Regions from separate parts of the Mus musculus genome. Here region 1 is linked to region 2. The links are chromatin contacts, called in public promoter capture Hi-C maps. All regions are on one chromosome and are shown on one strand. Each heading gives the region's core, a stretch centred on a gene start, on an enhancer-like site or on the middle of the called end of the contact. The rest is flanking DNA. Distances are from core to core; before and after follow the strand shown. Region 1 holds the start of M6pr (mannose-6-phosphate receptor, cation dependent). Region 2 holds the start of Lsm5 (LSM5 homolog, U6 small nuclear RNA and mRNA degradation associated).

The links. Promoter capture Hi-C pulls out the DNA fragments that hold promoters and counts their contacts.
Region 1: a contact with region 2 is called in a promoter capture Hi-C map of second pharyngeal arch cranial neural crest. The contact joins the promoter of M6pr here to the promoter of Lsm5 in region 2. A contact is called at or near these places in 3 of 39 promoter capture datasets (cranial neural crest, pre-B cells and second pharyngeal arch cranial neural crest).

Annotation. Positions count from the first base shown.
Region 1 is chr6:122,307,407-122,310,150 of GRCm38.p6, reverse strand. M6pr (mannose-6-phosphate receptor, cation dependent) reads right to left here and starts at 1,431. Exons shown (of 7, transcript NM_010749.7): 1 at 985-1,431.
Region 2 is chr6:56,703,266-56,705,986 of GRCm38.p6, reverse strand. It overlaps Lsm5 (LSM5 homolog, U6 small nuclear RNA and mRNA degradation associated), which reads left to right and starts at 1,288. Exons shown (of 5, transcript NM_025520.3): 1 at 1,288-1,364; 2 at 2,578-2,673. The coding sequence starts at 1,319.

The DNA.
Region 1 (2,744 bases), core at 182-2,681, about 66 Mb before region 2:
CTAGAAAAGATGAGGGGTCTGACGCTTAGAGTTGCTCACTGAGTTACTTGTCCTAGGCTACACAAATATTAAATCAACCTGGATGACTTAATGCCATGAAGGCATTTGTGGTCAAACTTCTGATAAATACAGGCCCAAATAGAGAGCAGGATAAAACTGAAAGCTGGGCAGTTCCTATTTAGCATGGTCCAAAGAGATCCCCAGAGTGCAAGCACTTATAACTCTCAGACGCTGTAAAACAGGATCTTAGGCTCTTGAGAATTCCCCTTTCTTATTCTATAGAGACAGATCTAGTGGCAATGCTGAAACATTCTCTATAGGACGCCGAGTGACTAAGTTAGGGGTTGGGAAACTGCTGACCTCATTCAGCCCTGCACGCATTTTTCCACTCATGGCCGTTTTCCATTTTCTAATGGAGGGCTTTATTTTCTTCCTCCTGGTTCATTGCAGCCAACACGTTTAAGATCAGTCTCAACTGGCAGAAAGGCCCAATGTTTAAAGTGCCCCAAGGAGGTAGTTCTGTGCTTCAAAGTCTCCACAGAAACACAAGACACTCTTGTCACTCTTTTCCACACCATGCTAACAGACCTTCCTCGAACTTCTTCCAGGAGTCTGGAAATTCTCGCCTTCTATCTACTCAAAGTCATACCTTACCCCCAAATGACGCCATGACGCCACTTTACTCCCACGATACAGGTCAAAATTCTCTCTACAAGAATCCAGTTAACACTTCACACATGAGCACTTTCCTTTTCCAACCTTCAAAACATCTCAAATCCCTCTCTGATCTTGGAACTCCTCTTCCTCACTCCTAGAAGTCTGGCGTTCTCCGTTCTCATGCCTTTTGCCTCAAGTCCTCCCTAGGGCTCCCTAGCAGGATCTCCAGCCAGAACCACGGCCAAGCGAGAGTCCTGGTCCGCACCTCCTTCAGTACAGAGGTGTGCGAGGACCCCAGCCCGCTTCCTCCACGCCCCCAACACTCACGTGTCACGGGAAAACAGAGCAACCGCGGCTCAGAAGCCCCCAAGAATGTGTCTCTGAGGTTGGAAGACGCGTCCGGAGATCAGGGGTGCGGGGGCGCAGACCCCAGTCCCTCGATTCCTCTCTGAAGCCAGCGCTTCCCTAGGCGCCTCAATGCGCCCCGCTCCAGAAGCCGGAAACAGGAAGCAGCGAGAGCCTGCTGAGCAACTGCTCCTCCCACTAGACTCCGCGGCGTGTGACCGCAGAACCTTGGTTCCCTGGTCTCTCTTTTGGACGCTGATTGGTCAGCAGCCTAGTTCGCTGTTCCCCGGTCCCATCAACTCCAATCACTCGGAGATTGTCAAGATCAGTTTCTTCTTTTCGGGTCGCCTTTCTACCAATGAGGTTCGAGCTCCGCCTCCAGGGACTCTGGGCGGGCGCTCCTCATCCACGCGGGGTCATGCGCCAGGTGTCCCAATAGGTCTGAAGACAGTACGTGAGGGCGATCTGTGGAACTACAAAGAGTGTCGCTCCTTGGGCTTGCTGGGAGTTGTAGTTCCCTCGCCCGAAGCTCTCTGGGAGTTGTAGTTTCTAGGACTCTTCTGCTACCTTGGTGGCCTCTGTGAGGCGCTGTTTAGCCATCAGTCGGCTGGGCTCGCTTCTGGTTTGCAGTTGACTCTGCTACCCAGACAGTGGAATGTTATAGGTCCTGCCTGTCTTGATTTTCTTTGTTCAGAATTTTCTAATTCTTTCGGGACATAACTATTGTTACTGTTACCTGGGCAATGAATTTTCCTATTGTGGCATCTTGCTAGATAAGCATACTGTCAAAGGCATATATCAAAGGCGCCTGCCCTATGTGTGCCGGCCCTCTAGCCTGTACTTCAGTTTGGGGGGACCCGTGTCTTTGTGCCTTTGGTAAGGTCATTTGAAGACTCCTTGGATTTATTATCCACTTCTCAAGCCCTAGTTGTTCTTAGAGCTTGGTTTGAAACAATTGCGGCTTCCTGGATTCGCTCTCCAGGTTACTCATTTCTTCCTCTGAAGTTTCTTTTGGCTTTAGCTGCTCATGCCCCTTTTACTCTCACGTGCTTTTGCATGCACCTCCCTCACTCTGCTTAGATAGGGATTCATGTCAGAGGTAGAACTGTGCTTAAACTGCTAACACCGTAGTGTCCTATACTTTTTAAAAAAGTTAACTTAAAAGTTTTAATACATTTTAATTAAAGTATAATTACTTCCCCTTCTTCTGACTTTTTCCTTCTTCCATTTCTTTCGAAGGCCCCTTCACCCAGCTCTCCCCATGTCCCCCACTCAGACTGATGGTCTCATCTTCTTTAATTGTTATAGTTACAAATATTTGCATAGATACACTACAACCTGCTGAATCTGTTTATGTTTGTATGTACATGATTTCAAGGATGATCACTTTGTATGGCATAGCCTCACTTCTCTGTTAGCATATTGATATCGCCATTGTTTAGATCTTGTTTTTGCCACCATTTCTATGAGACTGTTTCACACCAGACATCCTGGTATTGCAGCTCTTACGGTTTTTCCAGCCCCCCTCTTTTTTTATGTGTCCTGAGTCATAGATGCAGGAGCTGTGATGTAGAGGTAGCCACTGTGGCTAGGCCCCTCACCACCTGCTGATCTCTGCACCGTGTCCTGTCATGGTTTTCTGTGATGGTCTGTAGTGAGAATTTTGGAATTTTGGCTTCTTTAACACAGAAAACAATTTTAAGAACATATTTCCATTTTGATCCCAGGTGTGGGATTTGGGG
Region 2 (2,721 bases), core at 39-2,538:
CTTAATCCTGACTCTTACCTCAAAAGGATGGCTGTCAAGTGTGTTTGTAATTGCCTTGGGACCTAGTAGATCTGTAAGACTTATAGATTGGGCGTGGAGGAAAAAAAGCCACCACTGGCTTGGAATTGAGAATGGAGCTGAGTTTTCATTGCTTTCCATATTAAATCCCATAGTGCTGTGCACATGAAATGTACTATTTGTCCTCCTTCCCACTCTCTTGGTTGAAGACTTTTCTGAACATTGTTTTATGTATCCAGCAAGCTGCTAGTCAAACAATATTCCACTGATATGTTTTTTCAATGGAGGAATGAAGGGTGCTCATCTCTCATATTTAGGCTGTTTGGTTTTAAGTCTGTCACATGAGATGGACAAAGGCAAAGTATTTATCTGCTTTAACAACAACAACAACAACAACAACAACAACAAAACAAGCACGTAAACGAACAAACAAAAAACACTAGGGCCCAAACTCCGGGCCTCATGAATGCTAGGAAAGTACCCTATAGCCAAGCTACCAGCTAGCCCTTGTTAGTTTTAATTTCTTATTTTGTGTCGGGGTCTAAGAGGGCCATGCCTGCAACAGATGCCTCCTTTTGTCTCTCAAGTGTTGGGTTTACTGGCCACTCCACGTTAAAAGGGGGCTTTTTAATCTTTTCCAATGCAGAAGTGTGATAGCAAGGTTTCCAAACATGATGGAGTCAACATACAGAGTGACATCTTACGGTTGCCTGCAAATTGAAAACTGATAGTGACTTTAATGCCTGTAATAAACCAGACACCTAGAAACGACAAGAAGAAATTAAATAATAGTAGAAGTTTTTTGTTTGTTTGTTTGTTTGTTTGTTTTTTCTAAAAAAAAAAAAGCTTGTGAAAAATGCTGCTTTATAGACTTTCAGTCCTCTGGCCTTAAAAGTACCAGATTCCTTAAAAAAAAAAAAATGAGTAGTTGTTGAGGAGCATGCAGAACGAGTTTATAGTAGGAAATATAAATTGATTTTATTGCTCTGAAGAAAGATACAGGCTTGAAATGCAACCTTCTAGAGGAAAATTAACCGACTCAGAGATCTCGTATGCTGGTCTTCCGGCGGCAAATTATCTCTGAAGTTTAGCAAAACTTGGGGGTACCATAGGTGCCTGTTGGGTTGGTGGCAGGGATAGAGATCCGAACCTCTCTATCGAATCTGTCTGCGATCCATTGGGATCCTCTGGATCTCAAGATCGGCTTTGGATTAGTCTTGTCTGAACCAGCTGTGGAAAAGGGCGGAAGCGCGCAATTTTAAAGTCTGCGCCGGTGTCCTTAGCCACTTCCGGCGTGGCCATGGCGGCTAACGCGACCACGAACCCGTCCCAACTCCTGCCACTAGGTAAAAGTCTTGTTTGGGGAGCGGTCGGGTTGCTGCAATTCCACGCTGGGGGCCGAGGCTGGGCCACCGCCCCTCCGGGCCCGGCTGTCCGGTCCTTGGCGTCACTGGGCAGACAGACAGACCGTTTTGCCTGTCGGTGGTCGGTGAGGGTCCCACTTAGTGAAGGACGTGCTCGGCCTTTTTGAGCTCGCCAGTAAGATGTCATGAGTCGCGCAGTCCCAGTTCTCAGCTTGGCCTTCTTGGTCTCCAGATCAGGTAGACCCTGTATTGGCTTGGGTAAGGAGTGCGCCACGGCATACAATGAATCTTACAATAGAAATCTGGAAACTAGCCCCGTCGTTCATTAATTCAACAAGCAATTCCCGCGCAGTGCCAGAGAACTGTTGAATAATGAACTTGAATTACAGCCATTGCTTTCAAGATCGCACACCGGCACGCATCGTGCTGAGCAATTCTAAGATGCTGAGATGAACAGGTTGGCCCAGGAGCACAGAGAGTTAAGGTTAAGTGAGAGAAGGAGTGACGGGAAAGCCGGTGTCTGTAATAATGCTTCTCCCTTGTCATGTTTTGGGGCTGGTGAGCTTAGTGAATGTGTCTGTGATTGAAAGTTTTTGCAGTGTTAGATATTGTTTATCGGTACAAACACTGATGAAGAAAAACAGTTATGGTCTCCACCCACCTCATGGTGTGTGTTTTCATACATTAATCAAATAATCTAAATAAAAATCACAGTCCTATTAATTGCAAATAAAGAGTTAAGTGAAAGCTAAGGCAAACATTTGTGCTAACGATTAAACAGAGATTTGTGTAAGATGTAAAATTACCGAATGGTTCCAGATACATATGTAGGAGAGTATGGCCTTTTTTGACATCATTGGGAGGGGAGGCTCTTGATCCTGTGGAGTTTGATGCCACAGCATAAGGAGAATGCTGGAGTGGGTGGGTGGGTGGGGGAGCACCCTCATAGAAGCAATTGGGGAGTGGGGAGAAGGTAGATATGGGAGGGGTGTTGTGGAGGGGTAACCAGGAAGGGGGAATATCATTTGAGATGTAAACAGATGGAATGATTAATAAAAGTAAGTAAATAAATAAATAAATAGCAAAAAACTGAATGTTTTTGCTTATCTTTAATGATAAAAAATAATAAGTGAAGTAGGCATTCAAATGTTGGTCGATCTAATAAGTAGGTAAAATTACCCTTTTCCTTCCACAGAGCTTGTGGACAAATGTATAGGGTCAAGAATTCACATTGTGATGAAGAGTGATAAAGAAATTGTCGGGACACTTCTAGGATTTGATGACTTTGTCAGTATCCTTTTTAAAAGCGGGAATGGTGTAGGTTTCTAAAGATGTATTA